Regions from separate parts of the Mus musculus genome. Here all the other regions are linked to region 3. Evidence: chromatin contacts called from public Hi-C and HiChIP or PLAC-seq data. All regions are on one chromosome and are shown on one strand. The core of a region is the stretch at or near the end of the contact, and the rest is flanking DNA. Distances in the headings are between cores, read along the strand shown. Region 1 holds the start of Cxcr1 (chemokine (C-X-C motif) receptor 1). Region 2 holds the start of Dnajb2 (DnaJ heat shock protein family (Hsp40) member B2). Region 3 holds the start of Cyp27a1 (cytochrome P450, family 27, subfamily a, polypeptide 1).

Region 1 (3,586 bases), core at 406-2,905, 520 kb after region 3:
ACCACTTGCAGGAAAAGTTCATCTTGACATGCATAGAATAGGCAATTTTGTGTACGTGGGTGTTGTGCCTGCACGGACATCTGAGCACCGTGTGCATGTGCTGCCCTCAGAAGCCAGCAGAGGGCATCAGATTTCCCCTGAGACTGGAGCTACAGACCTTTTGAAGCTACCATGTGGATGTTGGGGACCAACCTTGAGTCCTCCAGAAGAGCAGGCCATGTTCTTTTATTTGTTTGTATAATGTTTATGAGCACACTGTCGCTGTCTTCAGACACACCAGAAGAGGACATCGGATCCCATTACAGATGGCTGTGAGCCATCATCTGGTTGCTGGGAATTGAACTGGGAATTGGAAGAACAGTCAGTGCTCTTAACTGCCGAGCCATCTCTCCAGCCCACAGTCTGTGCTCTTAACCCAGTCAGCCATTTTTCCATCCCTACCAAGTTTTCTTATACAGACCAGGGCCACCTGCTTGGGGATGGTGCCTCCCACAGTGGGCTGGGCCCTCCTACATCAATTAGAGATCAAGACAATCTTCCACAGATATGCCCACAGGCCTGTCTGATCTGAGAAATCCCTCAATTGGGATTCCCTTCTCAGATGACTCTAGGTTGTGTTTAGTTGATAGTTCAAACTAACCAGTCCACTGAACCCTAGGAATAAAGTCAGGGGTCAGCTGTGAGTTGCTCAGGGACTTCTCAGGCAGCTTCCTAAAGAAGCTGTCCTTCAGTACCAAATGGGGAGCAGTAATGGCATCACCCCCAGATGGTCTTTCACTGTTTTCCCAGCCCTCATGATCTTCTGATAGACTTCAGGGAAGGAGTGGCCATGCCCCAAACCTCAGCTCTACTGTAACCAAGCAATAATTGGAAGTAAAAGAGAGTGTAAAGGAAAGGTTTTCCTTCCAAAATCTCTACCACATGACCCTAAAGATGCCTATAAATATAAGTGAAAATGGCGTGCTTATAGCTGGGCATAGTGGTGTATACTTGTAATGCCAATATTTGGGAGAGAGATGAAGGTTTATGGACTTAAGGTCAGCATGGGCTATGAGAGACTCTGTCTCAAAACAAAACAAAACAAAACAAAACAAAACAGCAAGCATTGGGGTTGCAGGTGTAGCTCAGCGGTAGGATACTTGTCCCAGCATGCACTGGGTCCTGGGTTCTATTCCAGCACCAACATAAATGTCTGCGTGCTGTCCAAACACAGCTTAAGTGTAGACCCTACCACCAGCTTTCCGCTAAGTTCTCCTTTAGACTCCCTAAGTCTTTCCCACCGTGGACTTCTGAAACTTCTGTTATAGGAAGTCTGTACTGCCCCCTTTCTTATTCCCCTTGGGAAGTTAGAAACTTCTCAAGGTAATCTATTAGGAAACTTAGGGGTGGCACGTGCAGGTAAATTCAAGAAACTGAAGATGGTAGAAGTGATCATCTATGGAGGGAAGGAGTTAGAGAGAACACCCTTAACTGCAGGGTCACCCTGCTAAGCCTACGGAACTCAGAATCTCTGATACTGCCGGGCCCCATGACTTCATCTGTACCCAAATGCAGATGTGGGCGGGGCTCTAGGGGGAGGTGTGGTTTCTCCCTCTTTCTTTTATTCATCCAGTCCCTTCGGTTGTTTGATCATTCTGTTTCCTGAGCTGCAGGCTCCTCCCGCACACAAGGAACGGACCCAGCTGGTGCCTCAGGTAGGACGCCTGTGTCAGCTGTGTGTCAGTCCACATGTTGGGGTAGGAAGGCTTGGTCCAACTTTATTTTAGAAAACACACTGGTTTCTGTGGGACTAAGGGATTTCTGATAAATGGTTTCTTGTCCCCTCACTGTGTCTAGGTACGCAACTCTGACTTCCTAGGTGCTTACGGTCACAGCCCCCCTCCCCTCAGCCATTGCTTTTTATTGCTTTCCTGTTATGTGGCTGCAGTGAACAGTTTCCTGGCTCAGTGTTGATTGCTTCTCTCTAACCTTCATCTTCTGTGAAGATGCAAACTCTGGCACTGAGAGAGCATCCCAAGGGGTAGGGATGTGGTTGCCCTTGCCATAGAATCCAAGGCCTGGAAGCTGGGAGAGCTCCCTATCTTCCCACAATCTGCAGTTGATAAGTGGAAATCTTTGGGGATTAAAGGCCCCAGGTAAGGTAGCCATTGAGAGTGGGCATTAGGTAACTGTATCCTCATCTTAAACTCAGTTAACTTCTAAATACTTCCAGATTACAGAGCCCTGGTGTTGGGTAGAGGTGCACACGTGTTCTCATGTCTCAAGTGTGTGTGTGTGTGTGTGTGTGTGTGTGTGTGTGTGTGTGCAAGTGTGCAGGACTATATACAGAGGCCAGAGGCTAGAGGACAATTTTAAGGAGCTGGTTTCCTTCTTCCATCATAGATTCTGGGAGCAAACTCAAGGTGTCAGGCTTGTGTGACAAGCTCTGCCGAGGTATCTCACCAACCCTTGACATGCATTTAAAATTTTTCTATTTCACGCTTAATGTGTGTGTGAGCTTAGGTGTGGAGGCCAGAGAATAACCTACATGAGGTAGTTCTTTCCTTCTACCATGTGGGCTCTGGGGATCAAGTTCAGGTTTTCGGCTTGGCAGCACGCAGGCACCTCACTGAATCATTGCTTTGGCCTCTTCTGTGTGCTTTTGACGCGATGTTTACAACTGTGAAAGCTGGAGACAATCTCATCAGAAGACAAGGCGCAGAGTACAGTGTAATGTAATCTGAAGTTATCACCTCTTTCTCCAGGTAGGTTTTAAGAAAGGCAAACAAGGGGCTGGGGAGATAGCTCAGTGGTTAGGAGCATGGAGTGCTCCTGAGGATTTGGTTCCTAGGACCCACTTTGGGCAGCTCGCTACTCCTGGTAGCTCCAGTTCCAAGGGATCAGATGCCTTCTTCTGACCTCTACATATAGACACACAGACAAGTTCATATGCACTTATACATAAATAAAAGCAATGAAAAATAATATGTCTTTACAAAAATTGCAAACAATAATGAGGGGGCATATATAAGACATAAGGTTGGAGGGGACGCCCAGATACACCTTGCCTCCTTCCGTTTGCTGTGTGCTGGCTCTTCCCTGAGTGTAAGAACAACCTGGTGACTGTATCTGAACCCAGGGGCGTGGCTGAGGACAAAGATGGTTAAGAGGAGACAAGGAAGAGCTGGGCATAGAGTTGAGAACTGTAGAGCCAACTGAAGGCAAAGGTATCTCCCATGGGTTTTATTCTATACTCAGACTGACTGTCCAAGGACTTTGACAGCATTAGGAAGCTAACCTACCAAAGTTCAAGTTGAAGGCAAAGGGGGTGAACTTTGGTTGTCAAGGCAACAGAGAAGCCAATACTACCCCCTCAACACTCACAACACTTGAATTTGGTTACTAAATCTTATCTCTCTTTCTTACCTTTCACCTAGATCAAACAATGGCCGAGGCTGAATATTTCATCTGGACTAATCCTGAGGGTGACTTTGAGAAAGAATTTGGAAATATCACGGGAATGCTGCCCACTGGAGATTATTTCATCCCCTGTAAGAGAGTTCCAATAACCAACAGGCAGGCTTTAGTTGTCTTTTATGCACTGGTG
Region 2 (3,828 bases), core at 583-3,082, 520 kb before region 3:
ATCCTCCTGCCTCCATCTTGTGTCGCTAGGATTACAGGCATGCGCCACCACGCCAAGTTTATGCGGGGCTAGGGATCATACATAGGGCCTTGTGTATGTTACCAAAGCACTCTACTGACAAAGTTACAGCCTCAACTAGTGGTTGTTGTTTTGAAGTTTGTTTACTTATTGAAACAGGACCTTTGACCTTAAAATCCTCCTGCATTACCTTACCTCCTGAGTGCTGGAATTATAGCCATGTCTAGTCAGACTGTTTTCTAAATGAATGAATAAATGAATGAGTGAATGACCTGGGTCTGGAATCATGGCTTGACAGTAGAAAACTTGCTTTAGCATGTGCAATGCCCTAGGCATACTCAAGCACAGAGGAAAAAAAAAAATCACCCATCAGACCTGGATTCATATTCTGGCTCAAGAAATGGGCAAATTATTTCATCTCTCTCAGCCTCAGTTTACTAGCCTACAAAATGGGGGTGATAAGCTGGCCTGGCAGGAAAGCTATGACCTTCCCCGATCAGGACCCAAATTGCTCTTCAGACCCTGCTAGACAGACATAACATGGAGGCGATTAAACACTATCTAAAATAAAATCATGGAGGAGACGGGATGGAGGCGTGGCTTTAGGAAGGAGTACCAAGAATGAATGGAAGCAGGGGGACATGCCGGTCCCTGCAGGACCCCAAGCCTTACTGTCAGATAGTACTTCATAGGCCTCTGCCACCTCCTTAAATTTTTTTTCAGCAAATTCTTTATTATCCGGGTTCTTGTCTGGGTGCCACTGCAGAGCCTTCTTTCGGTACCTGCAGGAAGTGAGTGCAGAGGGAGGGTCAGGAGACTGATGTAGGCTTTGCCCACCGACTACCCTTTTTGCTTAGTCCAACACCCTTTCACTGCCCCGATCCCAGAATACCTCACGACTGCAGCCTGTATTCAGGGGTTTCTCTCCCTGTGGTGTGCCAGGGATATGAGTAAAAAGGAAAGTCCCTGCCATAAGCCCTTTCTTGGGGTTCTTTTGATAGAGCTATCTATAGCCACAGGGAGAGTGGAGACACTGTCCTGTCTCATAGCCTGGGCATTTTAGCACTGCAACCTGGGCAAGCCCACATGTAGGAGCTGGAGGAGAGGGGAGCTGGGTGTATAGAGGACGCTAAAGAAGGTCAGCTCTTCTTCCCTGGCTGGACTTGGTCTTCGTACTTTCCCAAGGGTCTCCTTCCTCCCTTCAGCCAGACCTCTAAAGGGCCCCTGGCACTCAGGGGGGCGGGGAACAAGGGTCAGAGCCTTTCTGTAACACAGCCGAGGCACTTACGCCTTCTTGATGTCATCAGGGGACGCACTCCGCGGTACGTCTAGAATCTCGTAGTAGGATGCCATGGCAACTCAGCGTCAGACGTCCCTCCTCCAGGCTGCGGGAGAGAAGGGGTCAGGCCGACAGAGGCACCGCAGCTCCGTGCGGCCGCAACCCCGGGCAGGCAGGCGACACTTCGAGGTGGAATCGGGCCGGGGAGCCACGCCTGCGGCCAGTGACTAGGCTCCTTCGCAGCCTTTATCTGGTCCCGCAGGCCGGTGCCCAGGGCTATCTCACGGCAGGAGTGGGGAGCCCTACCCGAACCCCCTAAGTCTAGTAACCCGATCTGAACCCCCAACCTGACCCAGCTGGGACCGCACCTCCTCTGCCGGGAGTCCCGCCCCTGCCCCCCGCAGGGGAACCGCCTAGCACCCGCTGCCCGGCTCGCGGCCACTGCGTACGACACGCCAGGCTGGGTTGTGTGCGCAAGCATGCGTCAGCGCCCTGGAAACTACTAGAGACTCAGAGGGCCGGCTCGGCCGGTCACACGAGGGGGCGGGGGCGGGGGGGGCGGGGGCGCTGCAGGGGCTGCTGGGAGATGAGGGCGGAGCCGTTTATTTTAGTTTTTCACCCAGGCGACGTCATTCCCAGGTGGGACTTAGGAGGCTGAAGTCGGCTATATCTTTCCAGCTATGACGCAGTCTCTCAAACACAGGCAGAGGGGCGGTCCGCAAGCTAGGTGCGGGTCCCCTGTCCTGTCGCTGGCCTCTAAAAGTGCTTCACGATCCCTGAGTACTTCCCCCAGGCCATCACCTCCAAGACTCACCGAGTCTCCTCTGGGCCTAACCCTTCTTCATAGCTTAGCTCCAGTGCTAAGTCTTCAAAAGAGGCTGCCCTGGCTCCCCTGAGTAGGTCAGACCTGCTTTTTATAGAGTCTCGTGGCATTTTCTTCTCCACACTGTCAGAGCCACAAATTAACATTTATTTGATGATCATCTATCTCCCCCAGTAGAATGTAAATTATACAAGGTAAGAATTGTGTCCTCCTTCGTTCGTCATCCCCTTAGTCTTTAGTCAGAATTGAAACGTATCAGTTGGACAGCCGAATAACACTTGGAAGACTTTTAACATTTTTGACCTAGAAAGGGTGAGGTAGAAGAGCCTAGTATGAGGAAATTAGTAGACTCAACGTTTCTCTTCCACAGCTGATCGTAAGTAGATCTATTTAGCCTCAGAATGATTTCTGGATTCAGATCTCAGGAAAAGGGAACCTTCCAGAAGTGGGTCTTGTTTTATTCCATCTGGCCAATTCCTAGACATTAGTGTACTGTTTTCTTAGTAGATGCTGCCAGAAGGTACTAAGAATGTAAAGCTATGGGGATAGCTTAGGGGTAGAGTGCTTGCCCAGCAGCCGCCAGACCTTACTTAGCCTCAATTCCCAGCACTGGGGGAGGGATAAAAAATGGCATGGGATGTCACACACACACACACACACACACACACACACACACACACACAGCCTATCAGCAGAACCCACTGGGAAACTCAGAACTCTGAGAGCAGGGAGACCTGGCCTTGCAACCGGATGCTGCTGTGTGACTTGGGAACATCCAAGGCCTGTTTTCCCCCTTAAGTATAGGTAACACCTAGAGTTGTTAGAAGTCAAATGAAGCATGGTTTATGGAAGCTGTTATTAGCATAATGCTTTCTGGTGTCACACATGACCCAAGCAGGAATGGTTGTATGAGTCCAGTCAGTGTTTCAGGACAGGTGACCTGGGGACATCTCATCAAAGCAACAGCTTGAGCACCAACCAAGGGAAGGCTGCCGTCATTTTGTCCCCTTTTCCTGTCTCCCCACCTTCTGAACTCCTGCCTACATCTAGAGACTTCCTACCTACACTTGGGGAATTTTGGTTGTTTCAGCCTTAATAAGAGATGAAGTATCTACCACAGAACTTTGAGGCTCTTGCTTCCCTGATCTAAGGGTGCAGGCACAAGATGAGTTCTGCCAATGAGAAGTCACGACTAAGTGGGACTTCAAATCTGAATAGAGAAAGAGAGATGAAGGTGAAGGTGGCTAAGAATTTGCTTCTGTGTAGTGCAGGTTGCTGTGGGTCCTTCAGCGGCCTCTTGTGCCTGGAGGAGGAAGTGTCTGTCCCCGTGCTGAGGACAGATGATCACTGTCGGGAGGGAGGGGACAGAGCTGCCAGACCTCCTTTGTCACTGCTGTTTGAGGTTTGGCTGCCAGCCCTGCATTGACTGAATCGATGCGAGTTCCATACGTTGCTAATTTGAGGGTGATTTAGTGGCGGGAAATGGTTGATTTAGTTTAGTTTTGCTTTGCTTTGCTTTATTTTGTTTTGTTTTGTTGGTGGTTTAATTTTCTTGGTTAGCTTCTGCTGATTGCAATCGAATTCTGACTGACCCAAGGACCAAGAAGTACTTATATTTGGTTTAAACAAATCAAGAGTAAGTAAATTACTCCAAAATCTTCCAAGTTTTTGCTATTTTTCTCTTTCTCTCATCTCAACACACAGCAGG
Region 3 (3,563 bases), core at 795-3,294:
GTGTGGATGGAGCAGCAGGCAAGTTTTCTTGATGCTCTACATGGGACCTGAGTCTGGTTCCTGGTACTCATGAACTACCTGTAACTCCAGTTCTCACAGATCCTCCTCTGGTCTCTTCATACAAACAGACACGAACACTCAAACACACACACACACACACACACACACACACACACACACACACACACACAGAAATAAAATAAATCATTAAAAAAAAAATCTACTTCTGGGCCATGATGGTCTTTATATACAGAATCCCAGCACTCAGGAGGCTGAGGCAGGAGGAAAGAGTTAAAGCCAATCTAGACTATATAGGAAAACATTGTCTTAGCAAACAGCCAAAACTCTATATATTCACGGGTTTACTTCCCCATTCTCCTTACAAAGCTATCTAGAATTACATCTTGAGCAAATCCCCCTGAGGAAGCTTCAGTCCCTAGACCCTAGGCATCAGGCATTCCCCAGGCCTCTCAATTTCTAGAGGTTGAAATCAAGCTAGAGAACTTAGAGGACCTTTCAACTCCTTTGTTTCTTGGCCTAGAGATTATCAGGTCTGCAGGAAATAGCTCATATTCCCTCTCTCTTTGTGTGTGTCTCTCTATCTCTGTCGTCTCTCTCCCTCTCTCCCTCTACCCTCTCTCCCTCCCTTCCTCCCTCCCCCCTCCCTTCTGTTCTCACTATGTAGCACTGGCTAGCCTATGTAGCATGGGCTAGCCTGTAATTTATACAGATTCTAATGCCTCTCCCTCCTGATTTCTGGGATTAAAGGTAAGTGTTGCGCCACCATGCCAGGCTTCCTGCTTGCTTGCTTGCTTGCTTGCTTGCTTGCTTGCTTGCTTGCTTGCTTGCTTACAATTTGTATTCTTTTTAACTATGCACGTGTGTGTCAGCAGGTATGTGCTCATGAGTGCATGGTCCTGGAAGGGCAGAGACATCAGATTCCCCTGGGTGGTTGTAAACTGACTGACAAGGGTGCTGACTGACTCAGGTCCTCTGGAAAAGAGAGATGTCCTCCTAACCATGGAGCCCTCTCTCCAGTCCCAGGGAATGGTTTGTTTTGCTTTGTTATTTTAAATCATCTCTCAGTACCTCCTGAGTCTGACAGGGATAGCTACACAGACAAACTTTCCTGGCTGCTGGATTTCTCTTTCTCTGTCCCCATCCTCACCCTCCTCTCCGTCTGGCAGGGTGTCGAGGTGCAATTACATCAGAAATTCCTTTGCCTGCTCCCTAATGTGTTTTCTTTCACTCCCTGAGAAGCAATCTTTTTTTGTTTTTTGTTTTTTTCTTCTGTGGACAAATGTGTCCTACAGATTGCAAAGTAGCTTCCAAAGTTAACTCCTTTGGAAGAAGCAGGAGGGGAATGGCATCTCTGAAGTAACAGGGTTCCCCCAACACCGGGCACTGTATACACTAGCATGAGTCATTCTCTCCCAACGCAACCTCTTCCTTTCCCAACTTGTGCCCACCACATTGATGATGATCTCTTGATCGGTGACACCCATCGCCTGTTTTAGCTCAAAGGATTCTCTCTGCACCCTGCATGCCCTTCCAGTTTATGGCTCGAGCCTCAGACAGTGGCGAGCTAAGTTCTATTTACTGTTTATCCCTCTTCTCTCCCATAGCCAGCTTCTTTTTCTGTCCCAGTGCCCAGACCCAGGTGGCGATGCCTCTGTCCGATGGTTACCTGGAGGTCGGGCAAGTGCAGCACATAGCCTTGTAGAAATAGCTGGAATAAAAATTGTAGCGTTCCGGTCCCCGGAAGCTCCGCCGGACTCCGCAGGCGCGGCCGGTCTTGACCTGTTCCTGGACCCTCCGTACTCTCCTGTGCCTGGAGGGCTGCAGGGATCGTGGCCTTGGCTCTGGCCCCTTGTGGGCAGAGGCCACGGCCCACCACACGCGGGTCCAGGAGCGTCCATCTCAGCCTCGTGCGGCTCCACGCAGCCATGGATCGTGCCCGAGAAGCCAAGAGTTTAGATCCAGAGACTATGAGCCCTATCCAGGCAAGGAGGCAGACAGAACTCGGGCTTTGCGACCTGGCGACTTTAAAGGCAGAGGTGGTCCCGGGGCGGGCCAATAGAGGACTAGCCAGATCCTTTCATAACCCCTTCCAATCAGGATCTGTCCTGAACACACAAACGCCGCCTTCTCCAGCTGCAAGACCTCTACTAAGAAGGCAGGCAGAGGTGGACAAGATGAACTAGGGAGCTCTCTGGAGTTAGCAGCCTCCTCATCCACGGACTCTCAAGAACTTCGCTGGCTCTCAGTCGTGAGATGGAGCACAGCAGTCAACTTCCAAGTCCCTCAGGCCCCACCCAGCTAGGCTTGCCTTTGCTTGACCTGCAGAGCGCCATCTCTGGTGTCCCTCACTTTCCAGATGGCCCGGGAACGCGCTGCTGTTCCCCAGAGGCTGAAGCTGATTGTGGACCTGGGACAGCAGTCACGTGAGGCCCAGAGAGGAGGAAAAACAAAACAAATTGCGGTATTAGGGATTTTTTTTTTTTAAGAGTATCATTTCTGCTTTTGAGAACAGATTTGGGGATTTGATTTTGTTTTCTTTTTCCCGTTTTGTTTTGTTTGAAGACGTGTAGGCCAGGCTGGGCTCAATCCTCCACCTTCCTGCCCCAACCTCCAGAGTGCAGGCATTAAGGATTTTGAACCAGTTATGGTTGCGCAAGCCTCTAATTTCAGCATTTGTGAGGCAGAGGCAAGTGAACTCTGTGAGTCCCAGGTCAGCCTGGTCTACATAGCAAGTTCCAGGTCAGCTAGAGGTAGATAATCAAACTCTGTCTCAAAAAACAAAAAACAAAAAACAAAAAACAAAAAAACTAAACTAATAACAACAATTTTTTAAAAAGAGGAAGGGCTGAAGAGATGGCTGCTCTTCCAGAGGGGAAGTTCACAGCCTCCGAAACCCCTCTGTGTGCACCAAGCATGCAAGTGGCACACAGACAATATGCAGGAAACACACCCATACACATACCATAAGTTTTTAAATTTGTATTTTTAAAAAGGACTGCCTACCTACATGGCCTGGCTTCAGACTATTCCAATAAAGCAAAAAGAATAAAATGGGACAGAAAATTTGCCCCAAAGGGGGAAAAATAACCAAGTGTTGTTTCATGAACTGTTTTATGTATATTGGAAGTTTCGTTTTCTTTTGTTGTTGTTGGGTTGTTTGGTTGGTTTGAGACAGGGTTTCTCTGTGTAGCTCCAACTGTCCTGGACCTTGTTCTGTAGACCAGGCTGGAACTCAAGAGACCTGCCTGCTTCTGTCTCTAAGTGCTGGAATTAAAAGTGTGTACCACCGGGCTGGTGAGATGACTCAGTGGGTGAGAGCACCCAACTGCTCTTCCGAAGGTCCCAGCAACCACATGGTGGCTCACAGCCACCCATAATGAGATCTGATGCCCTCTTCTGGTGCGTCTGAAGACAGCTGCAGTGTACTTACATATAATAAGTCAATCAATCAATCAATAAATCTTTTTTAAAAAAAAAAAGTGTGTCCCACCATGCCTGGCTAGAAGTGTAGTTTTCATAAAGTTAAAAACACAGGGCTATAG

What was found. Hi-C and Micro-C count contacts between places; a contact is called where the count stands out from the background. HiChIP or PLAC-seq counts read pairs in DNA pulled down with a chosen protein or histone mark.
Region 1: an H3K27ac HiChIP or PLAC-seq map of hepatocytes shows a contact between it and region 3, with 3 times the contacts expected there. The contact joins the promoter of Cxcr1 here to the promoter of Cyp27a1 in region 3. A contact is called at or near these places in 2 of 115 datasets of contacts at active chromatin or transcription factors (hepatocytes and pancreatic cancer cells).
Region 2: a Hi-C map of liver shows a contact between it and region 3, with 2.1 times the contacts expected there. The contact joins the promoter of Dnajb2 here to the promoter of Cyp27a1 in region 3. A contact is called at or near these places in 2 of 39 promoter capture datasets (cranial neural crest and liver), 1 of 484 Hi-C or Micro-C datasets (liver) and 2 of 115 datasets of contacts at active chromatin or transcription factors (bone marrow-derived macrophages and pancreatic cancer cells).

Annotation. Positions count from the first base shown.
Region 1 is chr1:74,192,700-74,196,285 of GRCm38.p6, reverse strand. It overlaps Cxcr1 (chemokine (C-X-C motif) receptor 1), which reads left to right and starts at 1,655. Exons shown (of 2, transcript NM_178241.4): 1 at 1,655-1,694; 2 at 3,417-3,586. The coding sequence starts at 3,425.
Region 2 is chr1:75,234,427-75,238,254 of GRCm38.p6, reverse strand. Dnajb2 (DnaJ heat shock protein family (Hsp40) member B2) reads right to left here and starts at 1,832. Exons shown (of 9, transcript NM_001159883.1): 1 at 1,666-1,832; 2 at 1,307-1,403; 3 at 691-800. The coding sequence starts at 1,371.
Region 3 is chr1:74,712,016-74,715,578 of GRCm38.p6, reverse strand. Cyp27a1 (cytochrome P450, family 27, subfamily a, polypeptide 1) reads right to left here and starts at 2,044. Exons shown (of 9, transcript NM_024264.5): 1 at 1,688-2,044. The coding sequence starts at 1,948.